Regions from separate parts of the Sus scrofa genome. Here region 2 is linked to region 1. The links are chromatin contacts, called in public promoter capture Hi-C maps. All regions are on one chromosome and are shown on one strand. The core of a region is the stretch at or near the end of the contact, and the rest is flanking DNA. Distances in the headings are between cores, read along the strand shown.

The links. Promoter capture Hi-C pulls out the DNA fragments that hold promoters and counts their contacts.
Region 2: a promoter capture Hi-C map of fetal liver shows a contact between it and region 1, with 3 times the contacts expected there. The contact joins the promoter of WWP1 here to the promoter of CPNE3 in region 1. A contact is called at or near these places in 1 of 5 promoter capture datasets (fetal liver), 1 of 47 Hi-C or Micro-C datasets (heart right ventricle) and 2 of 2 datasets of contacts at active chromatin or transcription factors (alveolar macrophages and skeletal muscle).

The regions. Positions count from the first base shown.
Region 1 is chr4:50,343,713-50,347,252 of Sscrofa11.1, reverse strand. It overlaps CPNE3 (copine-3), which reads left to right and starts at 1,853. Exons shown (of 16, transcript XM_021089156.1): 1 at 1,853-2,036. It overlaps RMDN1 (regulator of microtubule dynamics protein 1), which reads right to left and starts at 2,367. Exons shown (of 9, transcript XM_021089160.1): 1 at 2,128-2,367. The coding sequence starts at 2,256.
Region 2 is chr4:50,507,595-50,511,134 of Sscrofa11.1, reverse strand. It overlaps WWP1 (NEDD4-like E3 ubiquitin-protein ligase WWP1), which reads left to right and starts at 1,905. Exons shown (of 26, transcript XM_013996633.2): 1 at 1,905-2,236.

The sequences.
Region 1 (3,540 bases), core at 604-3,103:
AGCAGGCACAGGAAAAAATGCTCAACATTACCAATTATTACAGAAAGGCAAATCAAAACTACAATGAGGAGTCCTATGTGGTTCAGCGGGTTAGGAACCTGACCAGTATCCATGAGGATATGGGTCTGATCCCTGCCCTCGCTCAGTGGGTTAAGGATCCAGCAGTGCAGCAAGCTGTGCTGCAGGCTGCAGATGCAGCTTGGATCTGGTGTTGCTGTGGCTGTGGTGTAGGCTGGCAGTTCCAATTCGATCCTTAGCCCAGGAACTTCCACATGCTTTACATGCAGCCCTAAAACGAAAAAAGAAACTACAATGAGGTACCACTTCACACTGGTCAGAATGGCCATCATTAATAAATCCACAAATAACAAGTACTGGAGAAGGTGTGGAGAAAAGGGAACCCTCCTACACTGTTGGTGGGAATGAAACTTGATAAAACCACTATGGAAGACAGTATGAAAGATTCCTCAGAAAACTAATTATAGAACTACCATATGATCCAGTGATCCCACAACTAGGCATATATCCAGACAAAAGTTTCATTCAAAAATATGCACCCCTACGCTCAAAGCAGCACTATTCACAATACCTAAGACATGGAAACAACCTAAATGTCCATTGACAAATGAATGGATTAAAAAGATACGGAACATATATACAATGGAATACTGCTCAGCCATAAAAAAGAATGAAATGCCATTTACAGCAACATGGATGCAAATAAAGATTCTTAAACTAAATGAACTAAGTCAGAAGAGAAAGACAAACACCATGTGATATGCAATTTAAAATATGGCACAAGTGAACATATCTACAGAACAGAAACAGACTCACAGACAAGGAGAACAGACTTGTAACTCTCAAGGGGGAAAGGGGAAGGAGTGGGATGGAGTGGTAGTTTGGGATTAGTAGATGTAAACTATTACATTTAGACTAGATAAGCAATGATGTCCTGCTATATAGCACAGAGAACTATATCCAATCACTTATGACAGAACATGATGGAAAATAATATAAGAAAAAGAATGTGTATATATATATATTGATATATATATAAATCACTGGGTCACTCTGCTGTACATCAGAAATAGAACATTGTAAATCAACTATATTTTAATAAAAAATGTTTAATAAACTGAAAAAAATGGGCCCCAATGAGCCTTGCTTTCTAATATTCACTACCCTTAATTGTAACAGGCTGAACTTACTGACTCCCTTGGAAGAAAGAGAATATGCAGAAGTGAAAATGGAGTATTGGCTATTATTACCTAAATTATATCACATGCACGGATGCTCCATCTCACCTTTCAACCCCCTTTCAGAGATTAAACAAACCAAGGCCTAGGAATAGTCTAACAGACATGCCAGGAGCTCCCCTTGTGACTCATTGGGTTAATAACCCAACACAGTATCCCTGAGGATTCAGGTTCTATCCCTGGCCTTGCTCAGCAAGATAAGGATCTGGCTTTGCCACAGTGCAGTGTAGGTTACAGATGCAACTCAGATCCAGCATTGCTGTGGCTGTGGCATAAACTGGAGGCTGCACCTTCAATTCAACCCCTACTCCTAACCCAGGAATTTCCATATAACACAGGTACCGGAAGTAAAAAAAGAGAAATGCCAAAACTAGGATGACAATCCAACACCCCAACATACTTCCTTAACATTATGCAAATAAAATAAACTCAAACATAATTTTTAAAAGGAAATAATATAAAATCTTTCTGAATCCTAGAAATTTTCAAAAACCAAAACACCACAAACTTTTCAGAGTGCTGTTACTGTATACTGTATACGGCAATCATCAAAAACGAAAATTATCTCACAGGGGTCAAAGACCTTCCCTCCTACTGCTCTCTCCGTATTTGCACAGAAAAGATAAAGAGCAGAGTCTCCGGGTAGATGAGAGAGCTCCTCCTCCTCCGACCCCAGTTTTCAGAGAGGAAAAGGAGCCTTGCGAAAGGGAGAGGACTAGTCCGTCGCTTTCACCGGGGGCGTTCCTGGCACATCTGGCCCAAGTTCCTTCAGTTCCTAAGGTGAGGCCAGGCCACCAAGCCTGAAGAAGGAAGGGGCTGCCGGAGTCCAGCCGGTAGGGGAGGGAAGTGAGAGCCAGGACTGCGAGGGTACCTCAGAGCCGCGGAGTGGCCAAGGAACGCACCGCCCACGGCTGCCAGCAGCACCCGTCGGGAGCCGAAGTGCCCGCGCGGAGCTCCGTCCCAAAGGGAGCGAGCGCCAGAGTCGTAAGGTTAGCGCCATGATCTAAAAACCAGAGGCCTGACCCTTCACCCCCTGGGCTCGCTACCCAGCCGGGCGGAGATAAAGGAGTCACAGTCCTTCCCGAGAAAGCCCCACCGACTTCCGGGGCGGTGCCTCTTTAGCGCAGCAGCTTCCGGTCCACGGGTCTGGCGGGGGAGGGAAATAGACCGATTGGGTGGGACTTAGCGGCCGAGGGGACTGAGGTGGTAAGCGCCCTTCTGGCCGCTGGTTTATTGGCGCTCCTTGTGCAGACTGGGTCTCTTGGTTTTGGCAGGAGAGATCGCCAGAACAGACTTGAAAGCTGGGAAATAGGCCAGAGGATTTACGTATGCAAGAAAATAATGATTTGTTATTCTCTGCTGCCTTCAAAGATGAGCATTTTGGTGTGTTTTTTAGGAAATAATGCTTGGAAGTAGTAAACTGCTCCACCTAAAGAAGGAAATAGAAGAGACTGAGAGACTGGGGGGGGGGGAAGGGGAGTTTCCCAGGGAGGAGAGAGATGCCAGAAATGAACACAGAACCTGAAGCCCATGCTGGTCTAGTAAGAAAGCCTAGGGAGAGGAGGCCTCTGGACAGGAAGTTGACGCCTTGCTATGCTATGGCAAGTGTGAAATAAAACCCTTAGTTTCCCCTCAAAATATTAAGTAAGGTCGATATTACTTCTCACTGGCTTGGAATTGTTGTAGAGGGAATAAACAGGTTTTGAATCCTGCTTCAGAGTTGATGTTGGTGAAAACCCAAGCTGCAAACCTACTATATGGAATATATGGGGAAAAATTATGGGCAGTAAAGGAAGATATTGTTTTTTTAAATTAGGTTGCACTTATATAGTACTTTTAATACTACATAGTGAGTTAACACACACATTTCATTTGAACTTCCCAACTACCTTGTTAAGTAACTGGGGTCCCAAGTTAATAAACTCGTGAACTATAGCTCAAAGAGATTTATTAGCCCAGGACTCATAGCTCATAGGTGTTGGTAGAGTAGAATCCATATCTTCTAACTCCAAGTCCAGTGCTTCTATATGATTTCCTTTATGGTTTATCACAGGATACGGAATATAGTTCCCTGTGCTATACAGTAGGACCTTGTTGTTTATCCATCCTATATATAATAGTTTGTATCTGCTAACCCCAAACTTCCACTCCCAATCCTTCCCTCTCAAGCCACCCCCCAACCTTAGCAACCAGAATTCTATTCTCTATATCTGTAAGTCTCTGTTTCATAGATATGTTTATTTGTGTCATATTTTAGATTCCACATATAAGTGATACCATATGG
Region 2 (3,540 bases), core at 656-3,155, 160 kb before region 1:
CAAATATTTAATAATGAAAGCCTGGTGCAACTTAGGGGCCTAGGTCCAAATAGTAGCTTCTGAATGGAACTCAACTTAGAGGGAAACTGAGGATTCAGGAGAGCTAGAAGTGAAAAGAGGCCTGCATGCATTATACATATAGACTGCAGACCTCTGCTGTGTATGAGTAGCTCATGTTTGAGAGTGTACTTGTGAGCATGTTCCTTTTTAAAGATTTTTCATTGTTTCTATAGTTGATTTACAATGTTCTTCAATTTCTGCTGTACAGTAAAATGACCCAGTCATACAAATATACATGTATAGTTTTCTCACATTATCCTCCATCATGTTCCATCACAAGTGATTGGATATAGTTCCCTGTGCTATGCAACAGGATCTCATTGCTTATCCACCCCAAATGCAAAATTTGCATATGTGAGCATGTTCTGGAATTTATTTTTAAAGGAGCCGTGGTGGCTCCGCAGTTAACGAACCTGACTAGCATCCATGAGGCCGAGGGTTTGATCACTGGCCTTGCTCAGTGGGTTAAGGATCTGGTGTTGGTCACAGATGTGGCTCAGATCTGATGTTACTGTGGCTCTGGTGTAGGCCTGCAGCTACACCTCTGACTGGACCCCTAGCCTGGGAACCTCCATATGCCAAAAAAGACCAAAAAAATAAATAAAAATGAAGTTATAAAAAAATTAAAGGAGCTGGACAATAAAAAATGTGAGGGAAAAGTTAGAGGAAACAGTACTCTTCAAAGTAGACAAGATTGAACACAATCGGGACACTCCGAAGAGTTCATCATAAGAGAAGAGACAGAGCATGTGAGCATGAAAGAAGCCTTGAAGATCATGTTAATCTTTGTCTTGAAAGCTCTGATGAGAGGAAGATAAGTCAAGAGAGATTTCTTAGTACACAACTCTTTCAGAGGCTTAGAGAGAGAACTAGAAAGAAGTTTTAAAATGAAGGGAAAGTTTAAGACAGAAAAGAGCTGAAGAGCTGTACCCAACAGGAGGGATGAAGTTAAAGATATGTCAAGGAGGGCCTCACAGGAGGGAGCAAGCAGTAGAGAGCATCTTTTGGAGGGGAGCAGGAACACCCAGTCTCTGAGATAGAGGGAAACTAGTCAGCTTGGTTGTGGATGTAGGTAATTTGGGTGGTTTGGGTGAGGCGGCTGGGCAAAGAATTGTAGAAATCCATGTTGGATGACCTTTATTATATCTCTGAAGTAGAAGACCAGGTCATCTGGTGAGTGATAGGGTCACTACTTATTTTGATTTGCAGGGTGGCCTTTCTTCTAAAAGCCACGCACAGAACCTGGAGCACTTCTCTTCACTCACTGTATATACGGGGATAAAAGACTTTTCTTCATGGGATTGTTGTATGTATGCACTGACACATGTACTTTTTCAGTATTATCACTATACTCTTGTGGGGTTGGGAGAGTGGACGTTTTGGTTACTAGTAAAAGTAGACTGGAAGCCTTCTGGTTGACCGTCTGCTAAATCGAATTGTTCACTCTTAATGACTTTCTAAGTCAAACACTCAGGTAGGTGAAGGAGTATTCATTAACAGTCTCCTTTCGCCGTAAAGCGTTCAAGAAAAGAACGCCAGTGCCCCGAGGACCTTACTGGAAGTCCTGCACAGTTTCGGCCCACGAACCGGAAAGTCAAGTCAGCAGTACACACCTGCGGTTTAGAGAAGCAACTGCCCCAATCTCGGCGGTGGCCCCTCCCCTTCCACAGGTTCAGGCCCTGCCCCTCTCTCCCATTGGCTGGCCCTCCCCCTCCCTCGACCACTCCGAAGACCCGGAGGAGCGGAGTTTTCCAAAGGCATCGTGGGGCGTCCTTGCTGCGCATGCTCGCGGGAAGCCGGATTCTGGGTCCGGAGTTAGAGGCTTTGGGCGGCCGCGGCAGAGCGCGCGGAGCCGGGGCGGCGGGGGAAGCGCGCGCTTAAAGCGTGGCGCCGGCGACGCGAGCACGCGGCGCGCTCCTGAGGAGGGAGGCGTGGGGTCGGCCGGGGGTGGTGCGTGGCCGGGGTGGGGGTGGGGGGAGGGTCGGGTGGCGGCGAGCGCGGCGAGCGGGTTCCAAGTGGCTGCAGGCGGCCTGGGCTGCCGGGGCCAACGCCTGGGTGGCTGCTGCCGCCGCCGCCGCCGCGCTTGCTGCGAGATGGCGATCTTGGGCGCGGAAGGGTGAGGGCGCCGCCGCTGCCGTGGCCGCTGGACCGCCGGGAGCCGACGGCTCCGCGCCGGGTAAGGACGCCGCGGTGCGGCGGGGGCCGGGGGGTGCAGGCGGGGCGGGGCAGGGGCCGGGGGGCGCGGGCCGGGAGCCCCCGCGGCTGTGCCGGCAGCCCCGCACCGGCCGCCCCGGGGCGGGACCCTCCGCGGGGCAGGCTGGGCCCGTCGCGCCGTCTGGGCTGCTGGCTCCAGCCCCGGGGGCCGAGACTTTTCTGGGGTGGGGTCGCCGGTCCTGCCCTGACTTGGTCCTGGCACAGGCCTGAGCTAATGATACTGGAGCGGAGAGAAGTGTTTCCGTGACTCGGCAGCCGCAGTTCTTAGGCTTCCTTCGCCCTCTACCTTCTCTTCCTTTCCCTAACAGCTCTCCAAAAACCTCCGAATATGTGGACTTAACTGCCGGTGCCCTGACTTTCACCGCAATTCCACCGTCCCAAACCAAGGACTCCCCGCCTTAGAACGTCTTTTTCTGATGTGTGTGTGTGTGTGTGTGTGTGTGTGTGTTTAAATCTCTCCGGGTTCTTCACTGACTCTGTAGCTCCCCCAGCACAACCCCCACCTCTACCTTTGTGACCTGGTAGGTCCCAGTGACCTTGCAGTTTTTACTAGTCCTTATCTTATCTGTGACTTGGACCTTTTTTCATCCTTTAAACTTTTTTTTAAAATAAATTTTGTAATTTGCCCCTTGCTTTTAAAACCTTTAAATGACCAGTCTTGTGCATAGCCCTTTCTTTGCTCCATCTGTTCGGAGTTGAGCTTCCTTTGCTCCCGTGATTATATGAAACCTTTATTACCAAAGAAGAGGAGTATCTGTCAATTTGACACTTTTACTCTTCCAGGATAAAGTATTTTCCAGGTTCTTGATGTGCCTTTCTTTTTCTGTTCGACGGGTTTTTATCTTTTTGTGTAGCAAATAAGCTTTAAAAGATGTGTTTCTGCTTTAAAATGCTATTGGTAATAAGCAGTGTAAAAGAACAACATCCAAAGTTATCTTCCCCCACTTTGGTGTTTTTGCCTGAAATACCTAGTGTGCAGTTGTATGCAGGTTTCTGGAAGAGTTCATGCTTAAGTATAAATCCACTTTGCGGGTCCCATTAGGTCTCTGTGTACTATGCAAGCAAAATGGACCTTTTAAAAAGAAAGGCGTTCTTTTATTTAGGTGACTTGTTTTTAGCCATAAGGTAGGTAATAGTTAATATTTTTTAAATTGAAAACTTACTGGCCAAGTGGTGGGAGCTCTTCAAATTGAGAAGTGTAAAGTATATGGGGGAGCAGTTCTGATGTAGTTTATTAACATTTTTAAATGCAAAACTCTTTATATG